Regions from separate parts of the Mus musculus genome. Here all the other regions are linked to region 4. Evidence: chromatin contacts called from public HiChIP or PLAC-seq and promoter capture Hi-C data. All regions are on one chromosome and are shown on one strand. The core of a region is the stretch at or near the end of the contact, and the rest is flanking DNA. Distances in the headings are between cores, read along the strand shown.

What was found. Promoter capture Hi-C pulls out the DNA fragments that hold promoters and counts their contacts. HiChIP or PLAC-seq counts read pairs in DNA pulled down with a chosen protein or histone mark.
Region 1: a contact with region 4 is called in a promoter capture Hi-C map of pre-B cells. The contact joins the promoter of Tmem68 here to the promoter of Plag1 in region 4. A contact is called at or near these places in 17 of 39 promoter capture datasets (the 3T3-L1 cell line, 3T3-L1-derived adipocytes, the C10 cell line and 12 more), 1 of 15 datasets of contacts at CTCF or cohesin (embryonic stem cells), 10 of 484 Hi-C or Micro-C datasets (CD4 T cells, CD8 T cells, bone marrow-derived macrophages and 6 more), 15 of 115 datasets of contacts at active chromatin or transcription factors (the 230-238 cell line, the SCID.adh cell line, bone marrow-derived macrophages and 8 more) and 2 of 9 other capture datasets (adipose tissue and liver).
Region 2: a contact with region 4 is called in a promoter capture Hi-C map of pre-B cells. The contact joins the enhancer-like site here to the promoter of Plag1 in region 4. A contact is called at or near these places in 11 of 39 promoter capture datasets (the 3T3-L1 cell line, the C10 cell line, the HPC-7 cell line and 9 more), 1 of 15 datasets of contacts at CTCF or cohesin (large pre-B cells), 24 of 484 Hi-C or Micro-C datasets (B cells, the BV-2 cell line, the CH12 cell line and 15 more), 9 of 115 datasets of contacts at active chromatin or transcription factors (the 230-238 cell line, the NIH/3T3 cell line, bone marrow-derived macrophages and 4 more) and 3 of 9 other capture datasets (adipose tissue, embryonic stem cells and liver).
Region 3: an H3K4me3 HiChIP or PLAC-seq map of bone marrow-derived macrophages shows a contact between it and region 4, with 4 times the contacts expected there. The contact joins the enhancer-like site here to the promoter of Plag1 in region 4. A contact is called at or near these places in 15 of 39 promoter capture datasets (the 3T3-L1 cell line, 3T3-L1-derived adipocytes, the C10 cell line and 10 more), 4 of 15 datasets of contacts at CTCF or cohesin (embryonic stem cells, large pre-B cells, pro-B cells and 1 more), 101 of 484 Hi-C or Micro-C datasets (the 3T3-L1 cell line, the 63-12 cell line, B cells and 56 more), 15 of 115 datasets of contacts at active chromatin or transcription factors (the 230-238 cell line, the NIH/3T3 cell line, astrocytes and 6 more) and 4 of 9 other capture datasets (adipose tissue, embryonic stem cells, liver and 1 more).

The regions. Positions count from the first base shown.
Region 1 is chr4:3,573,539-3,577,119 of GRCm38.p6, forward strand. It overlaps Tmem68 (transmembrane protein 68), which reads right to left and starts at 1,315. Exons shown (of 8, transcript NM_028097.4): 1 at 1,166-1,315. It overlaps Tgs1 (trimethylguanosine synthase 1), which reads left to right and starts at 1,341. Exons shown (of 13, transcript NM_054089.4): 1 at 1,341-1,591. The coding sequence starts at 1,488.
Region 2 is chr4:3,625,371-3,628,832 of GRCm38.p6, forward strand. No RefSeq gene overlaps it. Among named protein-coding and RNA genes, the nearest start is that of 2210414B05Rik, 29 kb to the right of the region's middle. Within about 2 kb of position 1,796, at least 101 of the 459 cell types and tissues checked have an H3K27ac peak or open chromatin away from gene starts, as enhancers often do. A contact at or near this core is called in B cells, the BV-2 cell line, the CH12 cell line and 10 more, where this site is marked.
Region 3 is chr4:3,605,516-3,608,933 of GRCm38.p6, forward strand. It overlaps Tgs1 (trimethylguanosine synthase 1), which reads left to right. Exons shown (of 13, transcript NM_054089.4): 12 at 308-386. Among named protein-coding and RNA genes, the nearest start is that of Tgs1, 32 kb to the left of the region's middle. Within about 2 kb of position 2,121, at least 8 of the 459 cell types and tissues checked have an H3K27ac peak or open chromatin away from gene starts, as enhancers often do. A contact at or near this core is called in B cells, bone marrow-derived macrophages and stem cell-derived neural stem cells, where this site is marked.
Region 4 is chr4:3,936,878-3,940,262 of GRCm38.p6, forward strand. It overlaps Plag1 (pleiomorphic adenoma gene 1), which reads right to left and starts at 1,528. Exons shown (of 6, transcript NM_019969.3): 1 at 1,337-1,528. Chchd7 (coiled-coil-helix-coiled-coil-helix domain containing 7) reads left to right here and starts at 2,011. Exons shown (of 5, transcript NM_181391.4): 1 at 2,011-2,254; 2 at 2,502-2,649.

The DNA.
Region 1 (3,581 bases), core at 65-2,564, 360 kb before region 4:
CTTATGGGTTTAGAACCACCTAAGAGACAAACCTCTGAGAATGTCTGTGAGGTTGTTTGGTTGGTTTTGCTGTTGTTAATGGAGGTGGGAAGTCTCACACTAACTCTGGGTGGTGCCATATCAGTCTCTCATACAAGGAAGTTAATCTCAAAGATTAACAGCGAGTCAGGACAAGTGCAGGGAAGTATATAGACATGGTGATTTAGTGGGTGTGGAGCATAGCCAAAAGGAAGACTTAACTTTTAAAGCACAGTAGGAAAACTGGATTACAAAGTGAGTATCCAAAAACAGCTAAGAGAGAACAGTTTGAATGCCCCAACACAAAGAAACAGTGTCTGAGGTGAGAAATATATCGTTTCCCCGGATCTTCTCATGAATGTATCTTCTCATGATCTTCTACATGCACTGAAATGCTGCCCCGTGACCCAGAAATATGTAAAATTATTACATGCCATTGGCTTTTTAAAGAATTTTAAAATGTTTTTTTTTAATCACCTGACCCTGTGGGGAGGATGCATGAGTGAGCATGTGAAGGCGGAGGACAACTTTCATGCACCCGTGAATGTTTTGTCCCTTTAACCAACTCGAATAACCAATAAGCCTTCTCCTCACACCCATGTGTCACTTATCAATAAAAAGAAAACAAACAACAAAAACCCCTTGAGTTCAAGCTTCTTTCTCCGGGTTCTGATGTACATTACCTTGCAAAGATTTTGTTTTTCAATATAAAAATGCTCTTCTACTTTTGGTTAAAGTCCCCTACTCTTTTAATGACTACTCTTCTACTGCATCATAGTCTAACTCTAGTCACTCTCTCCAATAATGCTGTAAGACATTTAGTTATTTTTGAGACAGCATCTGTGTGGACCTGACTTGCTCTGCAGACTAAGCTGGCCTTGATCTCAGAGAGATCTGTCTGCTTCTGCCTCCCAAGTCTGAGATTAAAGGTGTATACCACCATGCCTATCTATAATTCACATCTAGACTGGTATATTGAATTTAGGAGTTATGAAAGGAAGGAATACTGCAGTTGTAGATATACTGCACGGCGCAGGCGCAGAGGCCGGGAACTAGTCCGGCTTTCCGCTCCGGGCCCCGCGACCAGGACACCACGCCTGCTACCGGCTAGAACAGCATGGAGAAGTCCATGGGGAGCTCGACGCACCTGACAAGAAAGTCACAGGAAATCGGCGACCTCGGCAGCTGGTCGGCGGCAGAGCCGGGAGAAGCAGACACGCGGGTAGTGCCGGTTTCCTTTAACTGCCTGAGAGGAAGAAGGCCGAGCCACATTGGGTGTAGGACCGTCGGTCGCCCCGCCCCTTCCGGTAGCTGCTGTCGCTGCTTCCGGTAGCGCGGCTGGCTGGCTCCCGGCTCGAGCGTCCCCAGGCGCGTTCCGCTCCTCTGCCCGCGCGAGTTACGCCTTTCTGTCTTCAGCAACAGCGCCCGGCCCAGTCGCGGACAACACCAGAGCGAGCCCGGATAACGAAATGTGTTGCGAGAAGTGGAACCATGTGGCCGAAATGCTGCTCTTCATTGAAGACCGCGAGGAGGAGTACAAGATCCTTTGCCTCTGCTCCCGGGCATTTGTGGAGTAAGTCGCGACGGTCCTCTCTCACTTTCTGTCCTTGCTCAGGAATGGGGGTGTCGCAGAGTTAGAGAGAGGCTTTCCAGAAAGCCACATGACCTGATGTCTAAGAAACTCGAAACCCCGCGGGCATGAAGGAATGTTCTACTGCAATTACTAAAGGGAAGATTAATATAATTTTGATTTTTTTTTAAATGTGGTACCTTATATGTGTCATTTCGGGTTTCCATAAATGAAGGGCCAATCTCAACATTGGTTGAGTCGGGCGAGATGGCCCAGGTATTGGCCATGCAGAAGGATAGCAAATTCAAGACCATCCTGAGCTATACCAGTAAGATGGAGTGTGAAGTGTAAACTAATACAAATAGATTGATGAGATGAAGGATCAAATTAGAGCTCTATTTGCAAACTGTAAAATCCTTTCCAACAAAAATTTATGTATCTGAAACGTCTAATTATTTGAGATAAAAGTGTTAACTGTTTATGGCAGTTTTAGAGACATCTCTGGGGGAAATGTTGGTTTCATGTTTAAAATTGCCAGAATAGAAAGTACCTTCTGGTGGGAAAAGCATTGACAAATTTTAAATTTGAAGGTACTCATTTTCATTATGTACTTGAGGGAAGATATCTGAAAGTTTCCTCAAAAAAGAAATATAACACCATGTTAAATTTAACATTTAAAAAATGTACTAGGCTCATTTGCACAGGTCCTGCTGGTTCAGAGTTGAACAGTCTTCTAGTGGGGGAGTGAGGATGATTATAAGACCGAAAAGAAGACTCAGAGACAAAGGTTAGAAATCCGGAGGGCTGCAGGCCTGAACCACACTGGCCCCAAATGTATTTCTCATAACCTTAATACACTTTACAGTATCATGGGAAACAAAGTCACAAACTAGCACAGACAATGGCTGACAGAGAATGGATATCTGTTCCCATCCGGAGGCCTCCCTGTTCCTTCCACAAAGATTAATCGAACGTTCAGCCTCTCTCCTTGAGCCTCAGTTGTAGCTTTTTGTTCCATGCCGTTGGCAGGCCAGGAAATCTGTCAGCCTGACCTGCCTTGACTCCGCCTAACAGACAGGCTTTTACAGAAGCAGACAAAAATGACTCCCAACGCTCAGGTGTACATTTAATTCAGTAAAGTTCTTTTTTATGCTCCTATTAGATGCTGGTAGGTAATGGAATATAAGATGGGACCAGGCTGCGCTGAATTCACTTTCTAAGCAAAAGAGATCAATATTGCACTAAGGTAGCGGTTTGCACAATTACTCAGTTAACTCAACTGGATAAGAGACATGTCTGTGGTGCTTTGATAGCAATCTGGCAGGATGGACAGTGAAAAATATGAAGCCTTGGGAGAGGAAAGGAACTCCTCCATTTAGAGTCTTCTTGAAGTGCCTTTTTGGCAGAAAGTCGAGAAAACCAGTATCCTTAACAGAATTTTATGTAAAAATGGCCTGAGTGAAAACATTACTTTTATGTAAAAATAGTTTGAGTAAGTATTAAAATAGGCTGGTGTGAATACTCACGCCTTTAATCCCAGCACTCAGGAAGGGGGAGGCAGAGGCAGGCTGATCTCTTGAGATCGAGGCCAGCCTGGTCTTCAGATAGGTTTTAGCACAGTCAGGGTTCTGTTACACAAAGAAAGCCTATCTCAAGAAGAAGAAAAAAAGAAAAAGAAAAAAAGGAAAGGAAGAAAAGTTGGACTGCAGCAGTGAGGTGGCTCAATGAGTAAAGGCATTTACCACCAATACTGAGGACCTGGGCTTGATCCTCAGGGTCCACGTGGTGCAAATAGAGACCCAACCCTAAAGACTTTAAGACATGGTCTTACCAAGTGACTGAGTGACTGGCTGGCCCAAAACTCACTACGTAAACCAGTATAATTTCAAACTCACAGAGCTTTGCCTGTCTTTGGCTCCCAACACTAGGATTAAAGGTGTGTGCCACCACATTCTGCCATATGTATGTATGTATGTATATATGTATGTATCTA
Region 2 (3,462 bases), core at 546-3,045, 310 kb before region 4:
ATAAATACACTGAAATACTTAGTCACTTTTACAAAGAAATGCTAGTATGCAAAAAGAAATCTTTTCTTCTCCCAAAATTAATATATATTAAATGCATAGGCTTATCAAGCATTCATGGTTCACAATTCCAATGAAAACAACCTTCAAATGTCAGTTTGTAACTCACGATGAACAGTGTAAGAATTGTCACCTCCAGGACTGGCCTGTTGAAGTAGAAACAGTTTTCTTTGGTCATGGGCTATCCTGTTATCAGTTCATCCTGTGTCATTTGTTAAGCAAAGCAGTAAACAAATAGAATGGAGACCTGTGGACAGCTCGCCTCCAGCACTGGCCTGAAGCCCAGGCAGCTGAGCAATACCCTGCGCTTCTGGTGCGTGGTTTGAGTTGAGTTCCCCCCCGTCAATTTCTATTGCTCCTTTGGTCACTGACTTGATCTACATAATCCTGTCTACTTGGCCTTTGCCCTTGATCTTGTCTGAATCACTCACCTTGTGTCTAACTCCAGAAAGTCTACCCTAAAGAAATATTTAAAGTGAAATGGATGCATATATCTGAAGATATTCAACATATATAAGGCAATTTTGAAAGCCAAATGATTCTCTGAGGAAGACTGGCCAAGCATATAATATCCAGTCGGTATATCAGTGTATGGACATTTTGTTTTTGTTTTGTGACCATTGAGACCATGGAAGCACATCTGTTTACAATGTGAACAGCTCCTAAGAATCTGCCTTATACTATGGTACATATGGCACTATCAGCTCTTTTTAAGGGACTGGATACATCTTCATGGTTAAATGGAGTATGATTGATGTCTGCCCCATCTCTCTAGAGCCAGTACATCTGAATTGTCCTGTGGACATCTTGTTCAACCTTGAGCGCCTACCTAAGACAGCCAAAGGAGTTGAAGAGGTTCCTCCGAGTTCTAGTCCAGTACTGCAGCCCTTGTGGCAGACTGTTGGTCTCTGTACCTCACTGCACAAACATGGATACCAATACTAGAAAATATGTTCTTTCTTGGAGTGGCCCCATGCTCTCACCTTGGAGAAAAAGTAAACGAGTTTGGCACAGTCGTCGTTCATCTCTCCAGAACTGAACTTTTTCAAAAAGCTTTCAAGATTTCTTGTTGTTCTTTTGCTCTTATGGTTTCTTCAGGGCTCCTTGTTGTTATTTTGAGACAACATTTCACTATGTAGGTGTTCTGGACTGGACTCAAACTTATGTAAGGGTCCTATCACTGAAGGAAGACCAAGTAGGCAAAAACAAATAGTGTTTATCCTGCAGAAACAACCAGCATGCGGGGGTCAGCCATTCTCTGAAATGGTGACCCCAGACAAAGGCACACAGGCCTTCTTATAGGGAATGGGGGCAGGGGAGGACTCTCTAGAAGGATTAGGTAATTGAAAATGTCATTGGTAGATGCTAGGAGGTCACGGGTGATCGGTAGTCTGCATTCCTATGTCATGAATGTTCAACCATGTGATGAAATAGGGCTGCCCAGCACAGATGGCGCATTCTGAGATAGTTCCCCATTTTTGTGGTTATCCCCAGGCTGTTCTTTGAGGAGGCATTTTATGATCTTGTTCTGGGTGTTATGGTCTGATCCTGAAGCTGGTGCCTTACGGCCTTTTAGGAAATCAGGCCTGGTCCTTAAATGGAGACAGATGATTTAACCTGCGGAGTTTGAAATCATCGTTACACAGCAACAGAAAACCAATACCATACCAGTTACGTGGCTTGAATAAAATAGGCCCCCAAAGCCTCATAAGGAGAGGCACTATTAGGAGATGTGGCCTTGTTTGAGGAAGTGTGTCACTATAGGGGTGGACCTTGAGGTCTCAGAAGTTCAAGTCTGGCCAGTGTGTCACAGTCTCTTTCTGTTGCCTACAGATCAAGATACAGAACTCTCAGCTCCTTCTCCAGCACTGTGTCTGCCTACATGCCACCATGCTTCTCTCCCTGATAATAGACTAAAACCTCTGAGCTGTAAGCCAATCCCAAGTAAATGTTTTCCTTTATAGGGTTTCCATAGCCATGCTGTCTCTTCATAGGAATAGAAACCGTAACTAAGACAACTTGATTGACCAAAACAAATTCTAGGTGAGGAGGTAGGGGACACAGATATGTATGCGTAAGTAAGTGTGCACGAGGAGGTGGGGGGCACGGATGTGTAAGTGTAAGTGAGTGCGAACGAGGAGGCGGAGGACACGGATGTGTATGCATAAGTGTGCACCCCTGTTTGCAAAGGTGCAGGCCGACATCAAGCCACAGCTATCTTCTCCCATTCCATCCAGCTTCGTTTTTTGACACAGGTCTCTTAGCAAGCCTGGAGTTTGCTGACGATGACTTGCTAGCCAGTGAGTACCTGGGACCTCCTTTCCCTGCTTGCCAGCACTGTCATAGCCTGGCTTTTACGTGGGTGCTAAGGAGCAAATTGGGTCTTCATGCTTACTCATCAAATACTATACCCATTGAACCATCTCTGTCAGTCCCAAATTCTTGGTTTTTCACTTTTGCTGGTATTTTACCAGTATAATTAATTGGTAAACAACTGACAAACCATCTTTCTCCACTGGGTTCACACTGATCGTTTGGTCACTCTCAACTCTGCCATCTGTTTCTACCATGCCTCCTAACTATGGGGGCTGTTCCCTACCCATCTTCCAGCTCCTTAGCAGCACCACTGCATTAAAACTTTCCAGCTGTATGGGTTTGTACTACATTGACTCAGCAGGAGGGAGACCTGCCTTCAAACCCCAGCATAAACAAACAAACAAACAAACAAGAACAGTCTTTTCAGGGCTAGAGAGATGGCTCAGTGACTAGGTTCTCCTCTCTCTTCCAGAGGACCTGAGTTTGGTTCCTAGCACCTGTGTCAGGTAGCTTACAAACACCTCTTAACTCCAGCTCCAGAGAATTCAGTGCCTCTGGACTCCACAGGTATTCAGTTGCAAATATGTGGGAGGTTGATCTGATACTGCTTATATTCAAATGATAAATTCAGTACCCCAAGACCTGGTTGCTCCAGTGTAGAGCATATATACTAGCTTTTGTTATATATACTTTGCCCCTCTCACCCTGCTTCTAAGTCATCCCTGATTGGTTAATAAAGATACAGCTTGGGCTGGCTAGAAGAGAGGGGGTGGAGTAAAGGTTCCCAGGCTTGGGGCTGGGCCAGGGACAAGGAGAAGAGGGGAGGAAGAAGATACCATGGGGAGGTGGATCATGAGTGCATGCCCGTGACCACAGCCAGCAGCTGGAGCAGAGAGGCCCCTGGAGAACGTGGCAAGCCATATCTCAGGGTTATTGACAGGTAGACAAAATAATATAGGGGATTGCTATCTGCCCAGATCTAGTACTTTTAAGGCTCGTTATTATTATTGTGTCTTTTATTTGGGAACTATATGACCTAAATGAGGTAGAAACTCCCAAATAATATTTACCACAACACAAATACCCAAG
Region 3 (3,418 bases), core at 871-3,370, 330 kb before region 4:
AGATATACAGATCTTACAGTGCTACAGAACTTGCATTGAGAAGAAACAGATGTATTTATTATTTGAGATTAGTAGGAACCTCAGGTCTCTGGGTAATGATCTTCACCTCACAGTGCCTTATACTAAAGCAGCTACATCCTTTAACCTACCAGGGTGCTGTTGTTGCTGGATTCCAAATCATGTATCTGATGTTTTGGATTTTAAATATGTACCTTTTTGTTGCTTACAAAAGTGTACTTGGTTAGTGACAAGTAATGAGCATCTCTTCACTCAGAAATTTAACTTCTTACCCTTAACTGTTCTTCACCTTTGAAATTTTCAGGCTTTCCCAGAAGATCACTAATAATATTGTTTATTTTCTTCCAAGAAATGCTGATATTGACCAGGTAAGCCATTACTAAGGAAATTCTGTACACCTCTACTTAATGGGTAATTAATTGCCTTACCAGAGAACCTGCTGTGAGAAGTCCCTAACTGATGTCTTACATCCCTCCACCACCACAGCTCCTGAGAAGGAGATGATATCACTAGGGTTTTATGAAGATGGATTGACAGGATGACCAGTTATGTCATGTTACAGGTGCTGCATGGCAACCATCCAAGGCCTGCCTTTCTGTATTTTGGAAAATAGTAACTCAGTTAAAGAGACGAGATCTTAGGAAGGTGTAGAGGTTCATAATTCCAGTACTCGGCAGAATCAGGAGGGTTCCTGTGAGTAGTAAGGAGAAAAAAAGAAGGAAGCAAGTGTCCTTTAGCTTAAACCAGAACAGTTTCACTGTCCTCACGTCTCTTGTTCTTTTACTGGAACACCTGTTTACATCATGCTGGCCCTCTGTGATTTTAGTGTGTTAGACTTTACTTTCTCCTTCCTAATCTCCCAGTCTGTCCCTTCAACTCATGGCTATTCATTCCTTATAAAGTTAGGTGTGTGTATTTTACCTGTGTTTTCTCTGTCTTATCTAAGACTCTCATAGTTTTAGTTGAATAGATTTCTCCAACCACTGGCCCACTCAGGATAATGCTGACCTACTGACAAAAATTGTCTGGTATATTTTCCAGGGTGAGGCCCAAGCATAAATTGTTCTAGCTTTCCAAGTAGTTCTAGTGTGCTCCATAGTTGAGATTCTCTGGGTTATAAAAGGAGTACGTGAAAAGCTAGCACTTAGACTGAAGTAGAGGAAATGTAAACTCTGGCTTCCCTTCTGTCATCTATTTATAATCTACTTGTCCCAGCATTAAGCTTCCCAAGACAGTGTATATGAATGTCACTTGCATTCTTTGGAGCTGTGAGTTTCCAACATCAGCCTTCACATTGAACATATTCCTTGTGTAACTACTTTCTAGACTTAGGCACCCACGATACTCCAAAGCTGTCTCCTAAGAGGCTGTATGATCTGTGTAGTCCTAGTACATGCAGACAAACTCACTTGGGTATTTTGTAGCAATGGGAAAACACACACACACACACACCCTCCCCAAATAGGGTTTTCCATGCCCTGATTGTAGACCAGGCTGGCCTCAAACTCAGAGATCCACCTGCCTACCTGCCTGTAATTCCCAGAATTGATATTAAAGGTGTGTGCCAACATTGCCTGGCTAGAAGCCACATTTCAGTATGAAAATTTAGTGATTAAATTTCTTTTGACACAAAGAAAAATTAGCTTGCTTTTTACTTTTGTTTTTGTGCTTAAAACTTGTCAGAATTAGACTTGTAGAAACTGGGAAGATGGTTCAATTGGTAAACAAAGGAAGACACCTGCTATCAACCTCTGGCCTCCACACAGCATGTACCCCACTCCCTTGTGTCCCACTTGTATGTGAGTACTCATATAAACACAAGCACACAGTACTAAACTGCCTAGTCCTTCATGTTTTCTGCCTCTAGAGGGAGTAATGAGGCTAGAAAATGATAAAGGAAATGACTTGGTACGAAGTGTAGATGGAATGAACTGCAATGGGAAGTCACTTTTTTTTTTAAGAGAGAAAATATATCTGTGTGAGGTTTTTAAAATGAAAAAAGATTGAGTAATAAAAGCTTGAAAGAGTGTGAAGAGTTGGTTATGAATCTGCTGTCTGAATTCATAAATGTATCTTTAGCAGACATTAAATTCCATTTCAGAGAGGTTATGCTATGTCCTACTGACTGCCAAGCTGAGTATGCAGATAGAGCCTGGCTTAGGAATCGTTTGTGTAGGAGATGGTACCCATTGATTTTTTTTTTTTTTTTAAGCTGGGGAAATCTTTTTCTGGGTTTCCTATTTCCTTGACCTCTCGTTCCCCTTTTCCTTGTGGAGTCATTCTAGATCATGCGTCCTTTGCTATCATACACTCACTGTAAAACCAGAACTAATTTGTTCAAAACATCTTTTTGTGAGAGGCTCTGTGGAAATAGGTATTAATCAGAAATTGCGACCTACAGAAATAGGTATCTATCAAAACCACACAAAGCCAGGGCCTTGGGTCTGGCGCGGAGAGACCACCGTTTGAATTGTGTCTTGCTGCTGCTGCTGCTGCTTCCTGTTCCCTGCTGTTTGCCTTCATTTCTCTCCCTTAAGTCTCAAGCCCAGGCAGCACTGGTTTTGCAGTCACCACACATGGCAAACATGAAAACTTCATTTAAAGGTGTAAGCCTATGTAGTAGAGAGGGATGCCTCTCAATATATCAGTTATCTAAGGAGAGCTGCATGCAGCAGGTTCAGACACCGTTTATATTTGAAATCTGTGTGAGAGCATAAGATAATGAGAACAGGCCCCTCAGCCCTTGTGGTGTAGTAACCCTTTCTTCATTTGCTTTCAAAACCACACAAAACTGCAGCACTTAGACTCTTCAGTTCAGATTAAGCACTTAGATCATGTTCATGCTGATTCACATAACAGGGTAACACTGAGCAGCCTCCCTACAATTGTGTTAGAGTAAACGTGGTGGCTGGAGAGGAGGCCCAGCAACTAAGAGCACTGGCTGCTCTTTAGGAGCTAGGCTTTAATTCCCAGCACCCACATGCTCAAAACTGGGTATAACACCCTCTTCTGGCCTCTTCAGGTACTGCACATTCATACACAGGTACACAGACATTTGTGCAGAATACTAATCCATACACATAAAAATAAGATACACCTGTAGCCATCCACCAGACAACTCCTGACCCTTCTCTAGGATAACCCCACCCTCTCTAGCTCTTTGAGATGTATATCCTAATAATACCTATTTTATTTCAAACATCTGTATTCTCTTTGGCTTTTAAAGTTTTTTCTATAGGAGGCTGAAAGTATAGCTAAGTGGTAGATTGTATTAGTATGTATAAGTCCCTGGGCTCAATCCATAGTATCAAAACTGAATTCTATTCCATATGTAGTTCAGGGGATGGGTGGCTGCTAATTACTAAGCTATATCATCACCCCCTATAGTTGATGTTCGTTG
Region 4 (3,385 bases), core at 278-2,777:
TCCACCCCTCCTCTGGAGAGCCCAGCTTAAAGAAAGGAGGGAGCCACTAACAAAACCCGAGGCATAAATGCGACGAAAATGCAATCTAAAGCCGGAAAGGTTTATTCTTCCAATCACACATATTAACTCTATTAAGAAAATGGCATCACTTTTTTTCCTACCCCAAAAAGCAACCTCCTCACAGATCATTAAAAGGGAGTTATAAAATAGCAAATATAGTGTTTATCTTATCTCAGATCAGTCCACATTACCAATAAGTTTAGTAGTTTCTGCACTACCACCTCCCCCTCCCTCCCCCTGCTTCTCTTGCATTGGATTTTCACGTTTTCTCATTGTCGGTGGAGTTATAAAAGGCTTTTGCCCTTCGAAAGTTTTAAAAAATAAATAAATATTAACTCCTTGGTCCCTGCAAAGTCCAAATGGACTTCAGGGGAAAGGCGGTTCACACTTTTACCTTTGGCGAGAAAGGGGGGCGCATCCCGGATTTTTAGGGATTTTTTGCGATTTTTTAACAATTTTTATTTGGTTATATGCCTGAGTTCTCCCTCCATTTTGGTTGTTTATGATACTGACAACAAGCTGTCCCTGCTCCGTCCCGATCTCCTGCTTTCATTTAGCACCCCCTCCCCCTACGCCCCCGTCGCCACCCGGCTGGGTCCGGCGCCCCGCGGACCCCGCACCCCGACTCGGCTCTCCCACCTGGGCAGGAGGGCAAAAACAAATGCATTTCTCCAGAAAAGAAAAACCTCTTCGGAAAAGGGGGCAAAGTTACCCCAAGTCACTCCCAGTACCCCCCAAATATTGCCGACCGCGGGTCTCCGCCAGGCCCTCTGGGAAGCGACCTTCCCCCGGGATGTTTTGGTGGAAAACGCGGAGAGTTTCCTCTCAAAACCGAATTTATATTAATTTTTCCCTTATTTTTCGGGTCTCTAATGTCTTCCGCTCTCTCTGCTGCCGCTGCCGCTGTCACAATATTCACAGCACCAGAGAGGAGGAGGAGGAGGAGGAGGAAAACTTTTCAAACTTTCCAGACCCTGAATAAAAGGGTTTTTTTTTTCCCACCGACCTCACCTTCGGGTCCCCAGTCGCGTCGCCCCCTGCCCTGTCAGCAGCGACCTCGGGAGTCCTTGCAGCCCCGCCGCACGATTTTATTTGATTTTTTATTATTATTTTTCTCTCTGGGGTCCTGAGCAGGGGCTGGGAGTAGCACAAACTTTTCCTCCTCCTGCCGCCGCCGCGGCTCCTCTGCCCCCTCGGCTAGTCCCATAATTTAAATAACCCTGATATTCCTCCCGCTAAACGCCTCCCCGCCGCCCCGGACCCCCGGAGAACTCACCGCGGAGCTTTAACATCCTCCCTCCGGCCCGTCCGCCGCCTTTACACCGCCCGCGGAATTTCTAATAATTTTTTTCTCATATTTCGGGCTGGACGCGGCGGGCCTGGAAATTGTTTCCTTACGCCTCTTTCCAGCAGCCATTGTAGTGTATGCGCTGCCCCTGCAGCTCAACTTGCAGCTGCCGCCGCCGCCGCCGCCGCCGCCGCAGCCGCCGACGTCGCGCCCACCGCCGCCTCCTACCCCCCCCCACCCCCCCCCCCGCCCGCTCGGCCGCCGCCCCCGCCCCCGCCCCGCGCCCGCCCGCCGGCCCGCCCTGGCCCCCGCCCGCCGAGGTGCCCGCCCTCCTCACGCTCCGCCCAGGGCCTGGCCAGTCCGAGCGGCCGCCGCCGGGTCCAGATGAGCTCATTGGTTGACGTGGCTGCCCATCAGGCCGAAGTGGTAAGAGCGATGCTGAAGGGCGGGGGGCGCGGTGGGGCGGGGAGAAGGCGGGGTCTCACGCCGTCCCACCCGCTCCTCCTGCTTGAGCCCTCCTCCCGCTGCCCGGGGGCGGAGCGAACTGAGCCCGCCCCAACCTCACAGAGTTCCGCGCGCCTGTCAATCTGGCAGCGGCGTGCGTGGATTGGACAAGCTGGAACGGGGGGCGCGGGGGCAGCACGTTGGGGTGCGCGCTACTTAAGGTCCTGCTGCGTGAGCCACTGACGTGTTTGGAACTGCAGCCGGCCCGGGTGCTGGCTGAGTGGTGGCCTGTGGTGAGTGGTCTCCGGCCCCTCCCTCCCTGGACAGCAGGCCCGGGACAGCACTGCGCCGAGGGCAGACCCTAGTTCGTGGCGCCAAACCCTCCGCGGCGCGGCATGCTCCTGCCGCTACTCACGCCACGCGATTCGTCCGGCCGGGGCAGCGGAAGGTGACCCCATGCAGGTCTGGGCACCCCGGATTGTGTCACTCCCCTCCTTGCCCTCCCCAGGTCCCCGCTCTACGCCGCCCCCTTCCTTCCCAGCCCCTTTTGTGGTGTTTACCTGTGCCCGCCCTCCACCGTCCGATTCTGCGGCGCGGCACCTCGGAAGGCGGTGCGGTCCGGGAGTTACATTCTTGGAGATTCGTCTCCGACCTCTCAGATCCCTGTGATGTGTACTTTGACATTTTGTCCCTGGTACTCTGTACCCAGGTTTATGGTGTGCTGTATTTCTGTTTCCGGATTTAACACTCACAGACCAGACTCTGAGAAGCCTGGGGGGCCTGGACTTGTTCAGTAACGTGCCCTTCCCCCACTGCGGATCAAAGCTGCGAAGAGTGGGAAATCAGGAACTTTTTTGGTAAGCAGTTTGCCCTTTAGAGTAGATTTTAGCACTATTTCTCAGATGTGCTGTAGGTTTGCAGTCTTCCCTCAGGCTGGTTTTCTTTCTGAATGTCATCTTGGAAGTAGTACAGTGTTGTAACAGTTGTTCACTCCTGCACCTTCAAAAAGTAAACAGATAAGGCCTCTTTAGCAGGGCACTCCATCTTGTCCTTCAGCCACACTCCTCCATGTAAATTGACATTTCCTCTTCCTTTTCTGTTAACACAGGAATTCATACGAAGGAGGTGACATTAGGAAAACCATGTTTATAGTGCATTTAGTATCCAGAATAAAAAGCAGTAAAACGGGAATAGCCTGAAGCAGCAAATTTGATGCCTGTTTTGTGTGGATACTTTTTAAAAGAATTTCTGGCTGATGATAATGAAACAACAGAATCTCATGATCAGGACGCAGTGTGAATTGTGTTCGTATCAGATTGTCGAGATTATTATATGCATGAACGATCAAGCGGAGCTCTGTGGGAGACATGAAGAGAAGACTGTAGATTTTCTTAGTTCTGGTATTCTCTCAGGAAGAGGCAGTCTTGTAAACTATCTTCCGAAGAGGAAAGGCTTCTAGAGATAGTTGGACTTTGTACTGAGTGCCCTTCCTGTCAAGACGCTTCTACTGGCTGGGTATTTTCAATGAAGTTCATGGCATAAATGATTATTTGGTGATTACTGAAAGTTAAAGGACTCAGAGTAATCAGATTC